Linked DNA regions of Anas platyrhynchos: region 1 is linked to region 2. Evidence: chromatin contacts called from public Hi-C data. All regions are on one chromosome and are shown on one strand. The core of a region is the stretch at or near the end of the contact, and the rest is flanking DNA. Distances in the headings are between cores, read along the strand shown.

Region 1 (4,583 bases), core at 1,635-4,134, 140 kb before region 2:
GAATCTGATTTTCCCCAATTCCCTAATGGTTCATGCTGGGACATGCTTTGTGCTGAACAGACGTACCCCTCTTTCATAGCCTGCTGTAAGGTTTGCTGGGTTTGCTCATGCTCAGGTTTCTGGTAGCTTTCTGTGAATTTTGAGCATCCTCCTTGATCTCACATCACCAGGAGGGCTGGGAAACCAGGTGCAGAGGGCCCGTGAGGACCTGCCCCTATATCTGGGCAGGAAAACCTCTCCCATAACCGCAGCACCACCTCCCTGCCTGCTTTTTGGCCTCCAGAAGGGCCGTGGAAACTTCTTGCTTCACTTTGATACACTAGTACTCCTAACAGCACACTCCAGGCAGATTTTGTAGTAAGGGACTAGTAGTAAGTGGCAAGCAAATAGCCCCACAACTTCTTTTCATGGGCTGTGGTGTGATGAGGTGCAAACCTGTGGGGGGGGCTGCATCTTGGTTATTAAGGCAGGAGAGCAGGAGCTGAATGGCCAGTTGTCTGGTTGCAGGCAGGGCAGCTGCTCTCCCTCTGCCTTCTGCTGCTGGAGGGAAAGCAGTCTGAAAAATCACATCAAGTTTGATATTAAAGGTAAAGCTCCTTTATATAGTGTTCAAGAGCTGCGCTAAAAATTATGCTCTAATACTTATGATACGGACTATGTGACAGATGGTTGAAAGGTTTTATTCCCTTTCAAAAAAGAACACCGAAAACACACATGCAAAAGACACCCAGGTCTTCATGCATCATCCACTGCACTGGCTTTTTAGGTTTTTCATCATACGAATAAAATAGAGATGCATTTTACAAATTAAAGTGTGTCGGATGCATCCAATATGAGCCTTTTACTTTCCTGCCTTCTCATTCACATTATCCCCCCATTATCAAAAATTCAGTCTCACCATTTAAAAATCCTTTTTGATCATACAACTGCAGATCATGCTTCAGAAGATTGTGCAGCTGAACACAAACTAGACAAATAGGCAGGGGAACATCTCACAGCATTTATATATCAGCACTGATATATTTGGGTGCAAGTCCAAGGATTCCCAAGCTTTGATAAATTCAGACTAGTTTCACTTACAGAAAAAATACTTTATCCCGAAGAACCCAAAAACATCTCAAAAGGCAAAAATTGAATCTTGCAAACTTCACAGGTGGCTCTGAAGCAGGCAGAGGAGGTTGCACCCTGCCAGAGGTATCCCCGAGAGCTCTGCCCAGAGCCGCAAGAGGGCAGGAGAGGTTGGTCTGTGCTGTGTGTAGGGAAATGAGACTTTTCACGTGCTCCAGGGAGCCAGGAAGACCCTGCTCATCTCTAATTTCTCCCTCGTGTGTCTGTGCTGTGGGGACCCTTAGGGCATTGTTCTCTGCAGGTGTGCGACAGCGAGATGCGTGGGGTACAGCGTGACGTGCGGGTGCCAGGTGAGGCTCTCCGGGAGCTGCTTCTCATTGCAGTGCTCTGAAAAGAGTTTCAAACACCGCAACGCAGCAAAATCTAATGGTCTCTTCGGTGAAAACCAGCTCTGACATTCAAAGCAGGTGTTCAGCTGCTCACTTGAGATTTATCTCAGAGGAGGCCGTGATACAAGTGCATCAAGAGTCATGCAGCTCTGCCCAGCAGAAGGCCACTACAATCTGACCTTTCTTACTTGAAACCACTTCTTAACCCTTGACTTAACATTTGAAACCTGCTCTGGAGCAGCAGTACTCTTTGGAAACCTACGTGCAAGCCCTCATTCATCCAAGATCTGCCTTAAAGGGAGACACAGCCACCCAGGACACCAAGCAGAGACCTTGCACAGCTTGCACACTGCTTCATGCTCCTTCCCCGAGGTGCTCAGGCACCCTTGTAGTAGCCACCTGCCCCTCTGCCCACTTGCACAGACAGTTAATCAGTGCCCAAAGATGATTAATCAGTGCCCAAACTCCTTTCCCAACTTCCCACCTGGAGCCCTTGCCACTACCTTGCAGCACACTGTGGCAGGACAGCTGGCAGGGTTTCAAGCAGCTCTTCTTGGGGGTGCTCTGCTGCATGTTTAGAAAGCCACACTACAGAAATAAGTGAATGTAACAATGCACTATTCTTGAAAAAAATTGGGTTTATCTAGATAAGCAGCCCTGTGCTTACAATCACCAAACGTTTGCAATTCGTATCTGCATCATGTATCAAAGTGCTTTAATACTTTCTGGTCACAAAACTCAGCTTTGCCCCAAAGCTACTTAGAGATCCCTGATCTTAATCAGGGTGCAACATGTGGCTGTTTTTTTTTTTTTTTTTTTTTCACCATATCTGCTCTGATAGATAATGCAACTTGATTGCAAGCATTTAAGATGAAATTGCTTAAGCCCCATTCCCATGCCATAGGGAGGCACTGTTATTCCTATTTCGGGCATAAGGAAACACTGAAAGAGAGATTATGACAAAAAGGTCCTTGGAGTCAGGGCTATGAGCCAGTTGCTGTGCCTCCCAGTGCAGAGACTTAAAGGAACTACCTAAATCTCCTCATCTCAGGTTTATTTGAGCTGTCACTTATGTTCCACACAAACCTGAGAAAGACCGCCTAGAAAATATTTTTAGATCTTAACAGCATCCATAGTTTGAAGGCAAATTTATCAACAAACAGAAAGGGTGTGTTGAAATTCTGCTTTTACAATTCTGTCAGAAGATCGTAATCCTTCTACCACTTCCCAATTTTCTCTGCTCATTATGTCCTGGGTAGATTAAGCATGACTCTGTGCAGTATCTGGCACTGAAGTTTTCCAGTTTCAGCAGCTTTTCAAATATGCATTAGCTAAGCAAAAACGTTTTCTCAAGGACTCGTAAAAATCTGAAAGATGGGAGCAGCCAAGATTACAACATGTGGTCTGCAAACTTTCCAGGTGAAAAGTTCTCAATTGCACTGATCAATGCACAGAGGGATTAAAAAAATGTGTCATGAGGAGGGTAATCACTGGCTGAGCATGAACACAGCAGTCGATAACAACAGCAGAGACCGTGTTTATTTGGCTGCTGTAACTACTCGGTGTGACAGAACATCAAATCAGAATCCTGTAGGGTTTTAGTCGAAAACAGACACAACAGTAGGTGTACTGATTTAGGAAATTTGTCAATTCAGGCAATCTGTTAACCTTGGGGATTCAACAACTCAAATGTATTTATCAGGTGCTGCGTCTGGGCCGGGGCAATCCAGAACATTAACACAGGCTAGGCAGAGGATGGACGGAGAGCAGCCCTGAGGAGAAGGGCCTGGGGGTGTTGGTTGATGAGAAGCTCAACATGAGGCAGAAATGTGGGCTTGCAGGCTAGAAAGTCAACCGTATCCTGGGCTGCATCAAAAGAAGTGTGGCTAGCAGGGTGAGGGAGGTGATTCTCCCCATTTGCTCTGCTCTTGTGAGACCCCACCTGGAGCCCGGCGTTCAGCTCTGTGACCCCAGCACAAGAAGGACGTGGAAATGTTGGATCAAGTCCAGAGGAGGGCCACAAAGATGATCAAGGGGCTGGAGCACCTCTCCTATGAGGACAGGCTGAGGGAGTTGGCGTTGTTCAGCCTGGAGAAGGGAAGGCTCTGGGGAGACCTTACAGCAGCCTGCCAGTACCTAAAGGAGGCCTGAAGGAAGGGTGGGGAGGGACTCTGTCAGGAGTGTAGGGATAGGACAAGGGTAGAGGTTTCAAACTAAAAGAGGGTAGGTTTAACTAAGATATTAGGAAGAAATTCTTTACTCTGAGGATGGTGAGGCACTGGAACAGGCTGTCCAGAGAAGCTGTGGATGCCCCATCCCTGGAGGTGTTCAGATGTTCATGAAGTTGTGTGGACAGGAAGGGGAAGGGTGCACTGGCTGGCAACCATAAGCCAAACTGGGGCTGACGAGGAGAATAAGCCATCTGAGCAAGACACAGGTGTTTCCCAATGAAGTGGCTGAGCTGTAGGACAGGCATGCATGGGCTGCTCATGGGCAGCACTCACTAAAGGGAAATGCTGAAGGAACGTGAGCTTTGTGCAGCCCCTCTGAGTGTGTGGAGGGCGGGGGGCCATGGACTTCCAGCCCTCATTTCCTGAAGGTGAGCAACACCCTGCTCCTGCCAGGAGGGTGATCCACCACAGTAAAGTGACTTTGTTAAATAGGTTAAAATGTAGAGATTAGTGATTGCCTCACACCTGAGACAGGCTAAGGGACTTGCTCAGGCCGTTATCAGCAGCCAACAGGAAGGTCTGGATGTCAGGATGTGGCAACCTCAGCATTCCTGAGCTGTGCTTACCACAGGATCTCCAGTCACTTCAACGGCAGATTACATTCACTGTCCACTGACAGATGGCTCCCCGAAACAGAGGGGAGGAGCTGCATCACCTTCTGCTGCGGGTTTTCCACGAAAGGCAGCAAAGTTTGTTTTGGGGCGGAAGGAATGTGGTCAGATAACCGACACTATAAAACAGGGCGGGGAACTCCTGAAGGAACAGGCCCAGCTGAACAACCTCATGCTCCACACAGCCCACAGCAGGCACCACCACGTGCTGGCAGTAACCATGAACCACCTCCTCGGGAATTCCCAGTGTTTCTTCCGCTTGTGCAAGAAATATCATCCAAATG
Region 2 (4,539 bases), core at 457-2,956:
GTCAGTTGTTAAATTATGTAACTTCTGAAGATGGAAAAGAAGTCTTTTGTTTGCCTAGTTGTTGCTCTAGCCTTAAAGTCAATAGAGCTGAAGCACAGTAATGAAAAAGCTCACGTTGAAAATACCTTGTCTCATTCAATTCTCTTGCCTTGTCTTTCCAACTTTTACTGAATAAAAATGTTCTTCACTTCTGGACAGATTATCAAATTTAAAGTGTATTAGCAAGCACCAGCTGTGTGCTGTAATTATTTGGCTGAATCTTCTGACGTTAGAGGAGAAAATCTGAGTTAATGGCTCAGATGCTCTCCTGCTTGGTTCCCTAATATCCCCCACCTTGCACCTGGTACATCTGCACGGAGCGGGGATAAAGCAGCAGGAGGGCAGAAGGGGACTGTAAGGGACATACAGCACAGAGGGACAGATGCTGCAAGAAGTTTGTAGCAAAATATTAACCATTCTCCCTTAATGCATCCAAGTAAGACAGCAAGGATTCAGTTGTATTTCTTTCCAGATGGCCCCAATGTCACAGTAGCCAGACAGGGCTGGATTTAGTTGTTTAAAGAGGGTTATCTAAAGTCTTAGGAGATGCCCAAGGGGAGCAATGGGTTTGCCAAGTGCAGTAGAAGAGGACCAGTAGGTAATGCATGGGTGTTGAGGCCTTATGACTGCACTTTGTGAGGTTCTAAGGTTTAGTTTGGGACAGGCCTGAGTGTCGCACTGTGCATGGGGTTGAAGCTGTCTGCAGAGCCAGTCACATCCCAACCCCACCTGAGGGGCTGGAGGATGTGGTGAGGGCGTGGGTTAACTTCTATAAGGAATTTTGTTCACATGGTCCAAAACCACTCTGTGAACTGAGCCAACATGCAGTAAATGGGTGTGATTGGAGAATTTGCTTTATTGTTGTTTGTTGTATGTTTATTGTTGAAGAGCACTGCATGGACACCTCTAGACTGTTCATATTTTGAGGTGCACTATCTGACTGGAAGATGTCAAATGGGCAAACCCAGCTTGGCAGAATCAAGCCATTCTTTTATGATAGCATATTCTGAATTCTGGTTTTAGTTGCCAGCCTGGGCCCATCCCTTAGTGGCATCTGCTTTTCATCTTCAGGCTTTTTTTTCTCTAATCATTGGGGGTGGAAACTTACCTTAGAAATGAAAGCTGAACCTCTGGGGAAGATCTTGGTTCTACCAGCAGGGTCTTCATAGAATCACAGAATGGTTTGGGTTGGAAGGGACCTTAAAGACCACCCAGTTCCAGCGCCCCTGCCATAAGCAGGGACACCTCCCACCACACCAGGTTGCCCAAAGCCCCATTCAGCCTGGCCTTGAGCACCTCCAGGGGTGGGGCATCCACAGTTTCTCTGGGCAGCCTGTGCCAGAACCTCACAACCTTCTGAGTGAAGAATTTCCTCCTAATGTCTAATCTAAACCTCCTCTCTTTTAGTTTAAAACCATTCCCCCTTGTCCTATCATTATCGGCCCAAGCAAAGGGGCAGGAAACTACAGAATAGGATGAGACTGGAGATAGAATTGCAACAGTTGGCAGCCTTTGCTTGTATATGTTACAGGGATACCAGAGCAATGTTTGCTGGTATTGAAAAAGCCAAAAGGTTTTGACATAGCAGCTCGTGACCTTTGCAAGCCTTTAGGAGCAAGCAACTTGCTTAGGGTACAACATGTACACATGCAGTGCTTTAAATAATAACTTCCTTTTTTGTGCTGGTCTACCTCTGCCTCATTCCTATTTCAGTAGTAACCATTAGAAAAGCAATAGCTCCTCTGGTGCTCTAAAAGGCAAGAAAATACTGAAAACCATATAGAGTACTATGTGGTTCAAGTTATTACACGCGAACCCTTGCGCAAGCACTACTTGCAGTCAGTTGTTCCTGGCAACAATATTACTACAGTTAATAATGTAAACAGTGGGCAAAATAGAAATCTGATATGAAAATTATTTGTTCTGCTATAACATTTGGAAAAGGGCCAGAATGTTAAGTTGGGAATGCTGGTATAATTTACCATCATACATCCATTTTGAACATATGTAAATATCCTCTGGTTAGTTAAAAGAATGGAGCTTTACATCACAAGAGAGGGTGAATCTGGAAATTCCAAGGTAAGTTACATATGAAGAAAGCAAAAGAAGCCTTTAAAATGTTCTACGGATGTTAAATTGATAAAAATCATATAGAAAACACAATCTGATCTTCTTGTTCCACATTCATCATTAGTAATGATTGTGCAAAAAGGAAGTAAAATATATTTGTCCAGCAAATACAGAATTCTTGTTTATAAGCTTCTGCATCAAAGACATGCACAAACACATTTTTGAATAGGTTGTGAAACTGGTAATAAGAACCCTTCTTGCACTGGCATTAAAATCAGACTTGCTAGTCCATATTCACATTCTTTAATTCAGGAGGGCTCTGGAATTTTATCCCAGATGCTACAGTGTAGGTACATATCCATACTTGCTGTATCTGGGGGAAAAAAAATAGCTCATATCCTATCTCAGTCAGACAGCATATTTTCTGATAGTATTAACTACATGCCAGAATAGCACTGTAAAGTAAACACTGGTCAACCCAATTTAAAAATGTCAATTAGTTATTAGGAAATAAAGTGATTCCTAGAGGGGTTTATTTCATTAAGAACATCTTAAGAGCATGGAATTTAAGTGTTGTTTTTATTTTATTTTATTTTTTTCCTGCACAGTTGTCATGAGCCACAGTCATGACGAAAATCAGGAAGCGTTCATAGGAAAATGTCTTGTAAAGCAGGGACATAATTAAAGGCTTTTTTTTTTTTTTTTTTTTTTTTTTTCCAATTTGCAATGTAATAAATTGGGAGAGAAAATGCAACCCTTATGTCTAGTACAAGGTGCTGAATGGTAGGATGCTTATATTTATTCATGGGTCTGGCATCCTCTCTTTTGCTTCTGGGCTAATAATTGCTTTACTTTGCTTTTGTATGAGATGGCAATGATAAATATGTATATATATATTAATACCCAAAAGGAGCAGTAATTTCACAAGGTTTAAAGCTGCTTTTAAAACATGTTCTGAAGTACTCTGAAAAATATTGCAATGAGATTCTGCTGTGTTTCCTAGACAGCACTACAAGAGTCATAGTTTAAAAAACTGTACCTGTACTTTAATCTGCAAAGTGATTCAGCCCTTGTGAAAAATAAGCATTTTAGCTACAAATCACCGGCCTGTTTCTAAGAGACTTTAGATACATTTTATTATACAGCAGTATGTAAATTTTATGGCATTTTGAAATTACTTTTGAGATATCAGAGGAATGAAGGTGGCACTGGGTTTTTCAAGGGTCTAAAGTAATCTGCTGAGATTACAGAGCATTAAATATGATATCTAGCCACAAATTGGTGGAGGAATAACATAAATGACCAGAATTACTAGACATACATAAAAGCTATAAAATGAGCAAGAGTCCAATTGGATTTTTGTAAAGGAAAATTGTATACCTCCTATTTACTAGATTTCTCTGAAGAAGTCACCAGGTATGAGATTGGTACTTTTGAACTGGTTTCCCAAAAGCTTTTGACTAGGTCTTTTACTAAAGACTTTTAGAGCAACTAAGTCATCCCAGGACAAAATTAAACACGATTTCATGGGTCATTAATATCTGGTTAAATTGTAGTTGTGGGAATTACTGGTCACTTTTCTAAGGCAGTAGATTACCAGTGGTCACCGCTAGGGAAACTTGCTGAATCTGCTGACAGGCACAACCCTTACATGATCCACAACAAAAGGAGCGAGGGTGCAAGGTGGCAAAACTTAAAGAAAATATGAAATGCTTAAGGATAATTGAAAAGGTCTTTGAAGTCATGAAATCCTTCTGATTTTTTGATACAGAGTGTTTTGGTAGTAAAATTGCACATGAAATTCATGTCAGTAAATGCAAAATCATACATGTAGGTGGGGAAAAAGAAACAACTCCTAGATGAAATACACAGTGATGAACTTTGTTTTACCTATCTTGGAATCATGGTATGTAAAAATGTTGCCTTAAGTTCATCAGTGATTAAAAAAAATAAAAAAATTTGAAATGATTAGCAAAGCAAGCAAAGCAACATAAGAGCAAAAAAGAGTATATAATTATGTCACTGCATAGATCCAAGGTTTCTGTTTCTGTTTCTTGGCCAGTACATGCAGTAGGTGCTATATTAAAAGTACATGCAGTAGGTGATATATTAAACGAAAAAAAAAAAAAAAGAAAAAGAAAAAAAAAATCACAATTGGATTGGAAAAGTAAGACAGAAAGGAAGGATGACTAGAAAGGTGAAATGTCAAAGAATCCTGAAGTCTGGAAGTCACCTCCAAAGATCATCAAGTTCAACCCCCTGCTCAAAGCAACTATCCGCGAAACAGAGACATTGAAGCATTCCCTAATTGATCGTGATCCCCAAGGATAAGTCTTCCTGCTGTGGACTTTCACACTGGTCTCGATTTCACACTGGCCTGCGATTCCTGAAGGCAGGGCTTACCAATGAAGTCTGAGGCAAAGAAAACAT

Evidence for each region. Hi-C and Micro-C count contacts between places; a contact is called where the count stands out from the background.
Region 1: a Hi-C map of skeletal muscle shows a contact between it and region 2, with 2.6 times the contacts expected there. The contact joins two enhancer-like sites. A contact is called at or near these places in 5 of 8 Hi-C or Micro-C datasets (F1 follicle, liver, skeletal muscle and 1 more).

The regions. Positions count from the first base shown.
Region 1 is chr2:13,125,987-13,130,569 of IASCAAS_PekinDuck_T2T, reverse strand. All of the region lies in intron 4 of SNTB1 (syntrophin beta 1), which reads right to left. Among named protein-coding and RNA genes, the nearest start is that of MRPL13, 45 kb to the left of the region's middle. Within about 2 kb of position 2,884, at least 2 of the 8 cell types and tissues checked have an H3K27ac peak or open chromatin away from gene starts, as enhancers often do.
Region 2 is chr2:12,987,653-12,992,191 of IASCAAS_PekinDuck_T2T, reverse strand. No RefSeq gene overlaps it. Among named protein-coding and RNA genes, the nearest start is that of SNTB1, 34 kb to the left of the region's middle. Within about 2 kb of position 1,706, at least 1 of the 8 cell types and tissues checked has an H3K27ac peak or open chromatin away from gene starts, as enhancers often do.